Linked DNA regions of Mus musculus: all the other regions are linked to region 1. The links are chromatin contacts, called in public Hi-C and HiChIP or PLAC-seq maps. All regions are on one chromosome and are shown on one strand. The core of a region is the stretch at or near the end of the contact, and the rest is flanking DNA. Distances in the headings are between cores, read along the strand shown. Region 1 holds the start of Cnr1 (cannabinoid receptor 1 (brain)). Region 2 has its middle 79 kb from the start of Gm33059. Region 3 has its middle 66 kb from the start of Gm25623. Region 4 has its middle 37 kb from the start of Gm25623. Region 5 has its middle 46 kb from the start of Gm33059.

Evidence for each region. A called contact is a pair of places that touch in the nucleus more often than the background predicts. HiChIP or PLAC-seq counts read pairs in DNA pulled down with a chosen protein or histone mark.
Region 2: a Hi-C map of cerebellum shows a contact between it and region 1, with 1.6 times the contacts expected there. The contact joins the enhancer-like site here to the promoter of Cnr1 in region 1. A contact is called at or near these places in 4 of 39 promoter capture datasets (embryonic stem cells, hippocampal neurons, neural stem cells and 1 more), 1 of 15 datasets of contacts at CTCF or cohesin (large pre-B cells), 7 of 484 Hi-C or Micro-C datasets (cerebellum, cerebral cortex, embryonic stem cells and 2 more), 9 of 115 datasets of contacts at active chromatin or transcription factors (SST interneurons, astrocytes, craniofacial prominence and 4 more) and 1 of 9 other capture datasets (liver).
Region 3: a Hi-C map of the N1E-115 cell line shows a contact between it and region 1, with 5 times the contacts expected there. The contact joins the enhancer-like site here to the promoter of Cnr1 in region 1. A contact is called at or near these places in 4 of 39 promoter capture datasets (the 3T3-L1 cell line, the C10 cell line and cranial neural crest), 2 of 484 Hi-C or Micro-C datasets (the N1E-115 cell line and nephron progenitors) and 2 of 115 datasets of contacts at active chromatin or transcription factors (embryonic forebrain and forebrain).
Region 4: a Hi-C map of the N1E-115 cell line shows a contact between it and region 1, with 9 times the contacts expected there. The contact joins the enhancer-like site here to the promoter of Cnr1 in region 1. A contact is called at or near these places in 3 of 39 promoter capture datasets (the 3T3-L1 cell line and the C10 cell line), 2 of 484 Hi-C or Micro-C datasets (the N1E-115 cell line and cerebral cortex), 4 of 115 datasets of contacts at active chromatin or transcription factors (craniofacial prominence, embryonic forebrain, embryonic hindbrain and 1 more) and 1 of 9 other capture datasets (pancreatic islet).
Region 5: an H3K27ac HiChIP or PLAC-seq map of neural progenitor cells shows a contact between it and region 1, with 8 times the contacts expected there. The contact joins the enhancer-like site here to the promoter of Cnr1 in region 1. A contact is called at or near these places in 1 of 39 promoter capture datasets (hippocampal neurons), 16 of 484 Hi-C or Micro-C datasets (Sertoli cells, brain, cerebellum and 8 more), 12 of 115 datasets of contacts at active chromatin or transcription factors (SST interneurons, VIP interneurons, astrocytes and 7 more) and 2 of 9 other capture datasets (adipose tissue and liver).

Annotation. Positions count from the first base shown.
Region 1 is chr4:33,923,324-33,926,003 of GRCm38.p6, reverse strand. Cnr1 (cannabinoid receptor 1 (brain)) reads right to left here and starts at 1,360. Exons shown (of 2, transcript NM_007726.5): 1 at 846-1,360.
Region 2 is chr4:33,700,766-33,703,445 of GRCm38.p6, reverse strand. No RefSeq gene overlaps it. Among named protein-coding and RNA genes, the nearest start is that of Gm33059, 79 kb to the left of the region's middle. Within about 2 kb of position 1,300, at least 8 of the 459 cell types and tissues checked have an H3K27ac peak or open chromatin away from gene starts, as enhancers often do. A contact at or near this core is called in cerebellum, where this site is marked.
Region 3 is chr4:34,150,815-34,153,494 of GRCm38.p6, reverse strand. No RefSeq gene overlaps it. Among named protein-coding and RNA genes, the nearest start is that of Gm25623, 66 kb to the right of the region's middle. Within about 2 kb of position 1,359, at least 8 of the 459 cell types and tissues checked have an H3K27ac peak or open chromatin away from gene starts, as enhancers often do. A contact at or near this core is called in the N1E-115 cell line, where this site is marked.
Region 4 is chr4:34,121,781-34,124,460 of GRCm38.p6, reverse strand. No RefSeq gene overlaps it. Among named protein-coding and RNA genes, the nearest start is that of Gm25623, 37 kb to the right of the region's middle. Within about 2 kb of position 1,295, at least 5 of the 459 cell types and tissues checked have an H3K27ac peak or open chromatin away from gene starts, as enhancers often do. A contact at or near this core is called in the N1E-115 cell line, where this site is marked.
Region 5 is chr4:33,733,795-33,736,474 of GRCm38.p6, reverse strand. No RefSeq gene overlaps it. Among named protein-coding and RNA genes, the nearest start is that of Gm33059, 46 kb to the left of the region's middle. Within about 2 kb of position 1,369, at least 67 of the 459 cell types and tissues checked have an H3K27ac peak or open chromatin away from gene starts, as enhancers often do. A contact at or near this core is called in SST interneurons, Sertoli cells, VIP interneurons and 10 more, where this site is marked.

The DNA of each region.
Region 1 (2,680 bases), core at 111-2,610:
TATGCCAAGAAATAAACAAAGGCAGGAAGAGCTAGTAGCTCCTATTTGGAAGAAAAATTTAAAAGATAGGAAATAGGTTTTTTCATAGATAGGTTATTAAATTTTTTTCTCACCTCTTTGAAACCTTTGAGAGATAAACCATGTACTACAATTAAAAACACGCATGTTGCTTTAAACTTTGAAATGACCAAACAACAGTTTCTCACATCTATCATAGCAAACATTTGCATTCAGGAAATGCTCCATTTGTGACTTGTAAGCCTTAACCAAGAAACATCCTTTTAAAATAAAGCATCAACTTCATTCGTCTGGTGCCAGCTCTTAGTTTCATGTTCCTATAACAGTCAATCACAGGTATCAATACTATATATATTAGTTTTTCCTTAAACAGAGATGGCTGCTGTAGCTATCGCTCTGTATCAGAAGTTCCTTATTTAACATAGATTTCTTTACATGACATTTAGTATTTAATTGAGTCGTTTTCTACATGTGGTGCAGAGACTCTGGAAGACTTAGTTTCTGATAAGGCTAAAAGACGTCAAGCATCAACTCAAGTGCCTGTTTTCCAAACATGCACAATTACACATTTTCTACAAACAGACATCAGTGTATGCAGAGCTAGGTGCATATCCAGTAAATTGTAAATGGTAGAAGCCTCCAGAAGTAGCTTAGACCACAGGTAACAAGCTGGGACTATACAGCTAAGTAAACACCATATTAGCACGATTTGCTCTCCTGGAACACGGAGCAAGAACTCCGCGTAGGACACCAGGGGACCACTGGCCAGTACCGAGGGGGCGGGAGGCGGAAAAGCTATTCCCAAACGCCACTGTGCCAGGTCTTACCCTTCGCATCCCCCGGTCCACGGGCCAGAAGCTCCCTCGGCACCTGTCGCCCAGCCAAGGGGCTGGCTCTCTGCTACAAGGAAATTTGCCCCCAGACTCTATGAGAGCTCTGCAGACAGCCCAGGCTCCCGCCTGAGCCAGGGGGAGGCTCTGGCGCCAGGGGAGCCAGAAGGAGGCGGAGGCGGAAAAGAAGTGGAGAAGGTAGAGGCAGCGAGCGAGCAGGGGAGGCGGCGCGGGGCGCGGTGGGGCGGGGTGGAGCGGGGCGTGCCCGCGGCGATCGGTCAGTAAGTCAGTCGGTCTGCGCGCCCGCGTCCCCGGCCTCTAGCACCCGTGCGCCACGGCCCCTGGGACTGGCTCCCCTGGGCTCGGACAGGCCCGCTTCGTTCTCCGGCTCTCCCCGGCGTCCCACTGACCGCGCTGGCCGGCCTGGGGCCGCCCGCTTGGGCCACCCCGAGCGCCCGTCGCCGCGCCCTGCTTGAGGTCCCTGCCTCTCCCTCAGCTCGCGCGCTGTCTCTGGCTCGCTCTCGCTCCAGTCCCATTTATGAAGCGTGGTCCCATCACGTGTTAATGAGCCTTTGTCCTGCCCTGGCAGCGGCGGCAGCAGAGACTCCGCCAAGGGATCTGCGCGGGGAGGGACCGGCGCGCGGCGCCCGCGGCTCCAAACTTTGCTGCGCGGTACCCGCCGCGGCGCTGGCCCGGGGGCTAGGAGGGACGGCCCTGGCGCTCGGCGCCCACTGTGTCATCCTCACTCTTTGCCACCAACGACCCCGCGGCCTCACCCTGCTCTGCTCCCTGGCGCCCTCCCACCCTGGCGTGGCCAAAGGGGACGCGTGCCTCACTGCCCGCGACCTCGGGGCCGTTAATCACCAGCGCTGCTCATTGCCAGGACCTCACTGGAGGTCACGCGCCGGGCGGTCGGGATCCGGAAACAGGGCGGCAGGAAGGCCGGCCAAGTGAGGTCTCCGCCCGACCCTCCCCTCTGCGCCGCCTCCAGTCCTCAGCTACCTGGCCGCGGCCACCAGCCCTCCGCCCTCGGGGCGGACGGCGTCGCCTGGGCGCCTCCCGCGCTGGCCCGCGCGACCACCCGGGCGCGCCCAGCCTCCAGCCGTGGCCGCACGAGCTCGGCTCTGTGGGCGCCCGGCGCCCCCTCCCCAGCCCTGGCGCTCCCCGCACCTCCTGCTCGCGGGGAGATGCATCCGCGGCGGGCGGGGGCTCTTGTTGGGCGGGAGCCTGGGGACCGGCGGTGCGCCCGGCCGCCGCCGCAGGAATTAGGGGACATGCTCGTTAATTGGTTCCACTCCGCCGTCTGCCTCTTGTGTGCACGGATCAAACCTTAATTGGTCTTTACATTTATCACGGCGAATTGCAACCCTATACACGAGCGTCAGCCCGCAGCTTCAGCCGAGGGGGCCATTCTCCGCCCGGGCCCCGGGGACCAGGCGGTTGTGGCTACAGCTGAATTGCGTTTTAGACCTCGTTCTCCCTGGAGAGTTGGGTCCAGTCGAGTCGTAAGGTTTCCACCTGACAGAGCCACATCAAGTCAGGTCCAGGGGCCCAGCTGTAGGCACAACGTTAGGTTCCTAGGCCCTCAAGGTAGCAGCTTGGCATTCGTTTTAAGCCTTGCTCAGAGTCGAGGACGTCTAGCCCAAACAGCTTCCTACAAGGCCTCTTTTTACCAATTCTCCCTGACGTCCTACCCCCCACCCAGAGCCAAACGCTCAGTGTATCTGGCCCCTATTTTGAATCTGGTGACAAGGATCCCAGAGGGTGAGCCTAAAGGAAGAAGCAACATAGAGGGTAGAGGAAGCTGCAGAATTCGGGGAGGAGAGACTGCT
Region 2 (2,680 bases), core at 51-2,550, 220 kb after region 1:
ATAAGACAAAAACCTCAAGATACCAAGCTTATGACTCTCTATATTCAGACATTGGGTGGTATAGGTCTCTGATTGAGCACAGGGAAAAACATATTTCCAACAGTTTGCTTTTATTAAAACCTTTTGTTTTGCACCCTACAACACTTAGAAGAAATTGAAAGATGCATAGTAATAGTCAGATTACCCCAATGTGAGGTTGATGCTGCCCACTTGATGGGATGGGATTTGGGGTCACCTAGGAGACCTATGGGCACTTCCGAGTGTCTTTCCAGAGAGGATCAACTGAGAGGAGGGAAGAGCTGCCCTCAACGTGGGCAGCATCATCAACAGAGAGTCAGATATAAGACAGCTGGGGGGGGGGGAAGCAGTGCTGCCCACCTGCCTGCACTCCCTCCTGAGCCCATGTGCCCATCTCTGCCGCCACTTCCACTATTTACATTACACTCCAACCTCTTCAGCCCATAATCAGCAACTCCTGGGGGAACTTCCAGGCATCCAGCACTGGACTGGACTGAGCGCTGCTGGCTTCTCAGCCTCCCCAGCATACAGACATTATTACAGCCTGGCTGTGCAAGTCTGTAGTATGTCTCCTTTTATAATATTGATCCTGATCTTTGAGATAACCCTACTTAATATACCAAATCACTGTGGTCAAGTGATCCGATATTGCTCTCAAAAAAGATACACCAACACTATATATTCTTATCTGATTTATCTTTCTAATATTTCAAATTAAAACACATTTTACATATAAAGCATATCAGTTACCTACTGCCAAAATTTTGCAGCTTTTTTTCAATACACACAGTTTCTGGGGCTGAGACTCTGGAAGCAGTTTAGCTGGATGGCTCCGGGAGAATGTCTTCCAGGAGCGGCATGAAGGTGTGTGAGCCATCAGTCATTTGAGGACTAGAATAGCCATTCCCCAGATCCCTGCTTGAGTGGTTGGGAGGCCCCAGAGCCTCACTGGTTGTTGGAGTGTGTGTTAAGCTTCTCTTGCTAGACTCCTTGACGTGCCGAAGACAGGGCAGTCAACTTCTCCAGAACAAGCTATCCAAAAAAAAAAAGATCATGAAAACGAGACCAAGGCAGAAGCCACAGGGTGGCTCAAAGCCAGCTCCAAGGTCACAACACCACTTCTGCAGTAATGTTGGGTCACGCAGAGCAAATCTGGTCCTGCTATGGGGTTGTGAAAACCAAGAGGCAGATATAATGAGGGCCTCCTTGGAAAGATTCCTACATGCACAAGGCACAGATTTTATATTTAATGAGGTCTGGCAAATGTGCACACCAGTGCACACTGCCAATCGCAGTATTTCTGTAGACTAGTGAGTTTCTCCTACCCTTGCCAGGCTAGTGCCTGTTCACCTCCCCAGAGGCAAACACTGCTCTAATTTTTTTTTTTAAATCCTAGAACTGTGTTGTTTGCTCATTTTCACATAAGTAGAACCAGACAGAATGTCCTCTTTTCTGTCTGTCATTTTCCCTCCTCATTGTCCATGTTGTTAAATAAATCAGTAGCAAAGATTGATATTCATTTACCTGGAGACAGACCTGGGTTGTCACCCGTTGGAAACAAATGTGAATAAAGCCACCTAAAGGGCAGCCTTGTAAAGGTCTGTGTGCAGACATGTATTTTCATCTAGCTATAAACGGGCTTTAATTGCAAGGTCAAGAAGTAAACATATTTTTTAACATCAACAAATAAACCTGCACAGTAATAGTGGCATTTTCAGCTTATACCAGCAGTATATGGGAGTCTCAGTTACCTCAATGACCAACAGTCTGGCTTTGTGTGTACTGCAATGAGACACAGCTAGATGCTTCTGCTGCTGCTGCTGCTGCTGCTGCTGCTGCTGCTGCTTCTTCTTCTTCTTCTTCTTCTTCTTCTTCTTCTTCTTCTCCTCCTCCTCCTCCTCCTCCTCCTCCTCCTCCTCCTCTTCTCCTTCTTGTGAATTGAGGCTCTGCTCAGTCTTTAAACTCAGATATTTGTGATTAGTGAAATGATTGACATACTCTGGATACAAGTATATCAATAGATAGATGGGCTGGAAAGATTTAATCCCAATCTGTGATATGGTTTTCATTTTCCTAGTGATACCTTTTATAAATGAATTTTCAATAAAATCAAATTTATCTATTCTATGTCTTATGGTTAACATACTGTAGAATACATATAAGATCTTTATGTCTCCCAATATTGAAATAATATTATCTCATGTTTTTCTCTTAGAAGCTTTGTGCTTTCAGTTAGGGCTTCTGTTTAAATGTGAGCTTCATCTTGTATTGTCTTCAAAATGCATGTATGATACCACAATAAAATACAATTATTCTCTCATATGAATATCTGTTTTTTTTCCATTTTTAATTAGGTATTTAGCTCATTTACATTTCCAATGCTATACCAAAAGTCCCCCATAGCCACCCACCCCCACTCCCCTACCCACCCACTCCCCCTTTTTGGCCCTGGCGTTACCCTGTACTGGGGCATATAAAGTTTGCGTGTCCAATGGGCCTCTCTTTCCAGTGATGGCCGACTAGGCCATCTTTTGATACATATGCAGCTAGAGTCAAGAGCTCCGGGATACTGGTTAGTTCATTATGTTGTTCTGCCTATAGGGTTGCAGATCCCTTTAGCTCCTTGGGTACTTTCTCTAGCCCCTCCATTGGGAGCCCTGTG
Region 3 (2,680 bases), core at 110-2,609, 230 kb before region 1:
TATCGTGCATCCTGTGGATCAAACTCAGGTCAGGAGCCTTGAGTATAAGTCTGTCCCCTTTGAGCCATCTTACCACCCCATATTCCCATTATTCATGCTTAGAAATTAAACCACTTATCTCAGTATACTAGGGAAAATAAATAAGACAATAGATGTGTGAGTGCGTTGTCAGCTATAATCTACCAAAGAGTTATACATTGCTTTAAATCAGCTTTAACATTAGAGCATGCACAAACAGCCCTCAGTCTAAGATACTCTTCTAAGAAAATGCATCCTAGTCAGTTCTTCTCGTCTATATTTGTGTGGTTGCTTTAAAACAAACAAACAAACAAACAAACAAACATAGTGTTCTACTTTCCTTTCAGTTACTGTGATAGAATACCCTGACAAAAAACAATTGAGAGAAAAAAAGGATGTTTGTAGCTCACAACTGCATCACCTCAGGAAAGCCAAGGCAGCAGGGACTGAAAGCAGCTTGTCTTATGACATCCACACTCAAGAGTAGTGAAGACCAAGTGCCTCACGCCTATTGTAACCCAGGGAATGGTGGGATCCACAGTGGGAAGGTCTTTGTCTGCAATCAGCACAGTAGAGACAACCCCAGACAGGCTGACCTGTTCCAGACAACCCCTTACTGAGGTTCTCTTTCCAGGTTCTACATTGTGTCAAGATGAGAATTAAAAACCAACCACATATAGGATTTTAAATCCTGCTAAGTTAATTTCTGGTGGTCTTGGTTCAGCATCCAGTGTGTCAAGTCCCTTTGGGTTTGTATATGTGAGTTGCTTATATCATTGCTTAACGCTCGAGGGTGCTTGCTGTTGGGGTTACCGTACACTATGACACCCAAAGTATTTAAAATAATCAGAGTTTCAAGTTCTAAGGCACCACCACAACCACTTTTCACACCCTGGCTTACCTCAGTCACATAAAATGATAAAAGCTCCCCCATTAAATTTTATGACTGAATATACACACTAGGGCACTATTTCCTTCCCACTTGCTAGTAGTCCATGTCTAGGGTTAATAAAATCCTCAATATGTACATTATTTGAGAAAGGACAACCATAAAATCTTTTTATTTCTACTGGAAGGTCAGAAAGATATTTGTTAGTATTTGATGTCCAGACACAGTGGTTCTACACACATTCCCACCAACACATGCTTAGCATACCGCAAGTTAGAAATATTCTAGCATTCCTAAAGCACGCTCGATTTCAACAGGACTTCATGTCTCCCTTCCCTTTCAATGCTATCCTAATGACCACATACATCCCACAGCACAGGCACAATAGCAGAATCTGTTTAGCAAGGATGAGTTTATAGCTCAGGAATGAAATTGAAACTCCCATCCCGGCTCCTGGCATTCATATGGCAACAGAAACTAGAGTGCTTCAGTCTGACCCGAGGGTCTGGAAACAGTACAGCTTATTAGGCAGAGCTTTTATGATATCCTCATTTGCAGAGATGTTTCCATCAGAGTAATACCAAATGTCCTCTAAACCAAGAAAATGGGATTAGCTGGGAGCTTGTCAATCTCTGTTTTTTTCAAACGTAACATTTCACAATTTGGTTATCTCCTGCTGAACCTTCGCAAGACTCCAGTCTGATGAATATCTTTCAAGTCCTATTAAGATCAAACGCAGTACTCTGTACTTTGTCAGCTGTTATATTCATGAAGAGTGATAGATCACCTCTGAAACCTCTGAGAGTGTGTAAGTAACGTGGTGCCCAGGTAAAGGTTATTGTGCAGCAGTTGAAAATTTAATGGAATCTCTAGCAATTTAGAAGCGTGTGACATTATGATAAGCCTAAGTTTTTTTTTTTTTCCTCTCTCCTGGAGGTATAGACTACAGCTGAGACAACAGTTGCCAAGTTCTAATTACCACATTTGAAATCCACACAGTTGCAGCTGAAAGGAAAGCCATCTTCCCCCTGGAAGTGAACTATCAGTTCACTTCATTATCAAAGGGAAGCGACAAGGACAGAGCTTCCTCAAGCTTAAGGACACAGCTGCCCCTTGTAACAGCACATACATTCAAATTAAGTGTTAATGTTAATTCCAGACAGCAATTCAGAAAGTATTACTTCAATCAAAACAGTTTTGAAAGGCAATTGATTTAAAAATAAATCTTGAAGTGCAAAGTTGGGTCCTGAACCCAAATCAGGGGGAAAAAAAATTACATCCCTAAAAGTGAAAACTTCTTACACATGAGCAATTGATATGACTTTTATATTCCACTCATCTGTGGGCTAACTCCTTTCTCTTCCAGGAAAGAATAACTGCTTTTGTAGAGGATCTTTAGGGAGAGTAAATGTTCCTTTTAGGTGAATAGAGAGGAGAATAAACAAAAATATCTCACTCCTATGCCTAAGAGCTAATGAAAACTGAGAATGTTAGCCAGGGATTCTCAGGACTCTGATGCACTCACTTGGTGGTGGTAAATATCGAAGAAAGTACGTCTCATTTGAGTAAAGTAAGTCTCATTTGAGCCTGGAGTGGGGTTCAGGGACTGTTTGTTTTTAAAATAAGCTTTGTTTCTAGAGCAATTTCAGTTTCACAATAATTGAGAAGATAGATTTCCTACATATACCTATACATACATGCAGCATCTCCTAGTCCCAATATTGCCTGTTTATACATGTTGCCATCATCTCAAGCCCCTATTTCAGGATAGAC
Region 4 (2,680 bases), core at 46-2,545, 200 kb before region 1:
GGTCCAGCAGAACTTGACTGCTCCAGCTGTCTCTCTGACCTGCATGGATGCCGCAGTTATATGTTCTTTGTCAACCTCTGTAATGTCTTGTATAGGAATAGAGAAAAGAGACACAATCGTGAGAACAATCTACCCTGCCCATAGTTCTTAAAGTACCCATTTTAAATGACACAGTAAAATGTTAAATAGAATAATAACAGCAATGCCTTTTCATTTGAGAAGTATTTTTTTCAAATCCACTATGAAGCTTATTTAGCAAGTTAGTCTTGCAGATGGATGTAAAACTCTGATGACACTCCTGTTAGCTTTCCCACATTGACTCATGATTAAGGGATGTGTCTGTCAGAGTAGACCTGGCTATCACATGCACCTGTCCTTGAAGACAGACAGAGCTCTGTTCTAGCTTTCTGAATTGGATTTTAAATTTCCAGAAACTATCTTGCTGGTAGTCCAATTTCTGTTAAGCACTAATTTAATTTTTTTTTCAGGTTTCTGGCCTGTGGCTCCATGCTAATTTGTCAGACTGCCGGTGCCATATTGATTAAGTAGTTATATTCTTAAGGATTTTCCAACTAAAAGCAGCCTTATTAGTTGGACAGGGTATGAAAGCTCAGCATGTTTAGGCTTCATTCTGCAATCTCCTTTTACAGTGCTGTTTTTGCAAATTATTTCGCACAACAGTCTTGTGAGGTAGACTAATGATGTTGTCCGGAACTCTAGGTTTCCAAAAGGGTACATGGTGTGTTTTGAGAAAGCAGCAGGGCCAGAAATAGAATCCATAGATCCTAGAGCTCAGGCAGCCATGTCTTATCACCCATTCAACACGTCTGCCTGGCTTTTAATTAAAGTTTAAGCGACACTGCAGAAGAACGGCTTTGGTTGGACTGAAGGTGGAGGCCGGCTGCTGTCTTAGGGAGATCGTATGTTCTCTTCCCTTTAGAGGGGATATGGAGGTGGGCATCTGAGAAGCTGCTGAAATCAAACTCTTTGAACTCGAAGGTTATTTAGTTTAGCTCTTTGTTTTGTGGATAAGGAAAGCTAGGCCTGGAGACACTAAGAGACTTCTCTAGCACCTTAATACAAAACTAGGTCTGTATCCGAGAGGCATCCAGCTCTTGAGATGCAGGCTTCTGCTCTCTCCTCCTTGAATTGTGTTTTAACACTGGATCCACCGTCATTTTCCATCGAGTTGCAAAGGGGATGAGGAATAATTAGTCAGTGCCTGACACAGCGTGAGTTTGAGGTGTTTTCCAGCTTAAACGAACCCAAGAGCTTGAAATAGCTGATACCAGAAGGTGAGATAACAGTAAAGGGTGAGTAATGTCTTCTGTTTCTCCAAGCACTCTTGCGAGTTGTGTAACTAGCAAATGCTTACAAAAACTCGGAGTGAAACAGATCTTCAAACTGTTACTGCAGATTGTGAAGCAGCGTGTATGTAAGGAAGAAGAATATAGTGTATAACTTTTTAGGTGAAAAAGCCCAATGCTGGAAAAATAAGACAATGCAGTACTTGCTTCTGAAAATTTATTTTGGTGCCAGGGTTTCTCATAGTCTTTCACAGTTTCCATTAAATTTATTTTTAGCATAAATAAATGTATGGAGAAGATGTAGAATTGTGACAAGTGAAACACTATTTCTATATCAATTCCATAAGGTGTATTAAAAATTACAAAATCTCCTGTTTCAAAATGTAAAAATACATACTTTTATAAAATTTAAAGTATTTATGTATACTCCTATTAGAGCCATCCGACCCTGTATGTGACCCATGTTCTGGGCCAACAGACACCAATACATTTTAGAAGTTGAGGAGTAGAAACTAAGTCACCACTCAAACCCTTAAAATTTACCAACAGCCCACAGAGGTTTATGACAAGTACATGTATAAATATTTGTGATGTTAGAAGTATTTAAAATATGAAACAACTTATTTTATATTAATTTTATATTAATTCATTTTACATTAGCAGTAAGTCATCAAATGTCATGGTGGCCAAAGCCAAAACTTTATACTGAGAATGGAGGTTTTATATTATATATATTTTTGGCAATTATTCTTTTGATTAGTAGATAACAGGGCCTCATGCCCGTGTGTGAACCAGAGTGTTATCATGTGCTGTTCTTCTTAAAGTGTCCGAAGCACGAGTCCCCACACAGAAGAGAAGTGTATGTTAGTGGTCTTAGATAACTGAAAAGTATTTTTCTTTGGGACTACCATGAACCTCTTTAAGACAAAGCATGAACCATTGTGTCAGTGAGCTTTTACCATAAAGGCTGTGTCCAGGTTGTACTTGGAATGTGTCTTGACTCATATGGAATTATGTAAATACATACATTGACCATTCAGAAAATGGTCTTGCTGGGCTTCTACAGATCTCACTTTTAGCAAAAAATTCATATAAGCATCAATACTGATCACATGAAGAAAGAATTTAAACAACGGAAATCTTCTAATTTCATGATGGTGGACAGAAAATTTCCAAAATTCTGATTTTTTTTTTAAACCTGAAAATTTTCATCGGCCACATATACTGAAAAAAAAAAAAAAAAAAAAAAGAAAAGAAATAGAGCCCCTGCATTTGGGATTTACATTTAGTTTATTTTCAAAAAATGTCAATAAATACTAAAGTCTCAAGAAATCACAATTTTTCTATGTATCAGTGATTCTTTAGTCAAAGTC
Region 5 (2,680 bases), core at 120-2,619, 190 kb after region 1:
AGCTGTGTTGTGAGGAGACATTTTTCTTTCTTTGTCCCAATACTATCCCGATGATGAAAGAAGAGTCCCCCAGATTATTTGTTACCTTAGGGGGACGAGCGTGCTGTTAATCACAAGCCCATCCAGGCAAGATTCTAAATGTTAATAGACTACCAGGGCCTGGAGGAGAGGCCATTTTTCGGCTGGGGAAGCGGCTGGCAGCAACCCCATCTCACAGCATTGACTCATGCCTGAATCACAGCCAGGCTGGCAGGATGTTGTTTTGGGGAAGTTCGCAGGCCTGTCAAAAACCTGCTGTTGCCATTGGCTGATATTATGCAAGATTCCAAATGATATATTTATATTCTCCTTTTGGATTTGTTGTGTGGTGTGCCCCCCCCCCCCAATTCTCCAGCAAGCTTCAAATGGCCAAAATGGAATGCATAAACAAACAAACAAACAAACAAACAAACAAAGGTAGACTCATCATAAACTGAAGGCACTTTGCTCTAAGCTCCCTTAGGCAGCCAGGTCAGAACAGTGCAGGGAATTTGCTGCAATCATTAAAGCCTCACTCAGGAAGGGTATGGCAAGCCCCGAGCCTCCATGCATGGCTTCATCCAAGTTTCTTTCCTCCCTGTATAAATCTCTGCAGCTTGCACAGGGATAACAGATTAAGCAAGGCCCCTGGTGCACTTCCTTTGTTGCAGGCTGACTGGTGACTGGGAGAGGGGATGTGGTGGTAACTGCAGAGTTTGTGAGATTCACAGAGGCTCAGCTTTCCCATCTGAGCTTCTCTGACCCAAGCCTGTGAAGAGTTTAACCAGGGAGGCTGAGGAAAGTCTTCCCAACTGTGTCACCAAGTGCTGAGAAGTTCCTCGCAGGAACTTGGTAGGCAGAGAGAGTGTGAGTGAATTCATTTGTATGCCTAATTTAAGACACAATTGAGAGGCACAGTGTTCTAATAGATGGAGTTCTGGCTGAGGAATTAAGAAACCCGAGTTCCATTCTTAGCTCAGCACAGTGAAACTGAGGCTTGGCATTTTCCAGGAGGATTTGAACTCTAGAGACAGTCAATTCAGGACAAAAACTGATAGAGTGATCCAACCTCAACCCCCGTTATCTACAGCTTCCGTCAAGCCGATCGAAAGCAAATTTAGCCATTCTTAAATTCTTAGAAAAGTCCTAACGAAAAATGTCCTTTGAATAATCCCCTAGAGGAAAAGGTGGAATTGTTTAGCATTCACTCTTCAAGGGGAGCTGTCTTTGGACCTTGTTCAAAGCAGACCCATAGCGTGGAGGAGGGGCTCCTACTCCCAGACACTGGCGATAGGGAGGCACCAGCACTCTTTCAAGTCCTGCCCAGGGCACTGGACACAGCTGCACTGCAGCCTCCCTGGGAAAATGACCTTGGCCATTAGCCTGCGTGCTTAGTGGTTGCTTCCGTCTCAACCTCACACTCGGGGGCATTTTAGATTCAGGAAGCAGAGCGATCCATGCTCGCAGTTTCCCAGTGACCACTCACTGCCCAGACTTGGTTAGTAACATATGGAAGCTCAGCCCTGGAAATGTTCTCAGGCCACCACAGCTACATGAAGAGAAAGAACAGTTAGAATGGTGTCAGATTTATCCCTTAAAATCATCTTCACTTAAGGAATTAACAGAGTAGCCTGTGAATACTACTATAATAGTCATATGCCGCATGCAAAGTGACTGTTCGCCTCTGACTCTTTGTCCATGTAGTTTAAATTTCTGAATATCACCAGCCTGGATCTGTCCTCTCTACCATGTCTTTAATAAACATTTAACTTTTATTGTGTTTTTTTTTTGATTCAGTCATTCAACAAATATTCCTTTGTACCAACTGTGTATTTAAGAACACAAAGTGTCTGTCCCTGGCCTTAAGAAGTTGACCCTCCAGAAAGAAAAGAAAGCCAATCAAGACAGGGCTAGCTCGTGGATGCTCTGAGATGAGCCTTGGAGTTCAGTGTGGAAACAAAGGAAGGGGAGAAGCAGACACTGTTCAGAGAGCTACCTATGTTATTTAGACATTAAGGTGTTAGAAAAAGAGAAGGTTTACCTGAGGATGGCATGGTTCAATATACAGACCATTCAGGTCCATGGGCAGAGCTTGTGTTAGAAATATTTCATGGAATTGGATTTCCAAATCCACTTTCTCCATTCTGTTAATAAACCCTTCCCAGCTGACAAAGTCTACATCAGAACACCTTGACCTGACTCACTTAGGCAGAGGGTATGGTAAATAGACAAACAGAGCCTACCTTGAGATTTTTGAAGCAGCTAAAGAATAGACTCTCTTTCAGCTGAAAATAAAAATTTTCTATAAGCCTAGAACTAAGCTATCATTAACCTATTCATTGAGAGGGCCTGCCAGAAAAGGAGACAGTCAGAGGATGTGCCATGCCCATCCCAGACTGAGCATCTTAAATTTCTATGTTACATGTGTCTGCTTGAGTGTTCTTTCACTTGCAATCAATCCTAGTATAGTGAGATAGGAGAACCAATCAGAAAACTGCTAGAATAGGCCAGGTGAGAGGTCAAATGTAGTAAGCCAAGGCAGTGGGAAAGGGATCAAAGAAAATAGTAACAAAATTGAAAGGCCCCGAAGGACTGGGTTTTGTGACTGATGAATAAGCCTGAGAAGAAGGTTCATAGAATTAGCCCGGGGGCTTTGGTTTAC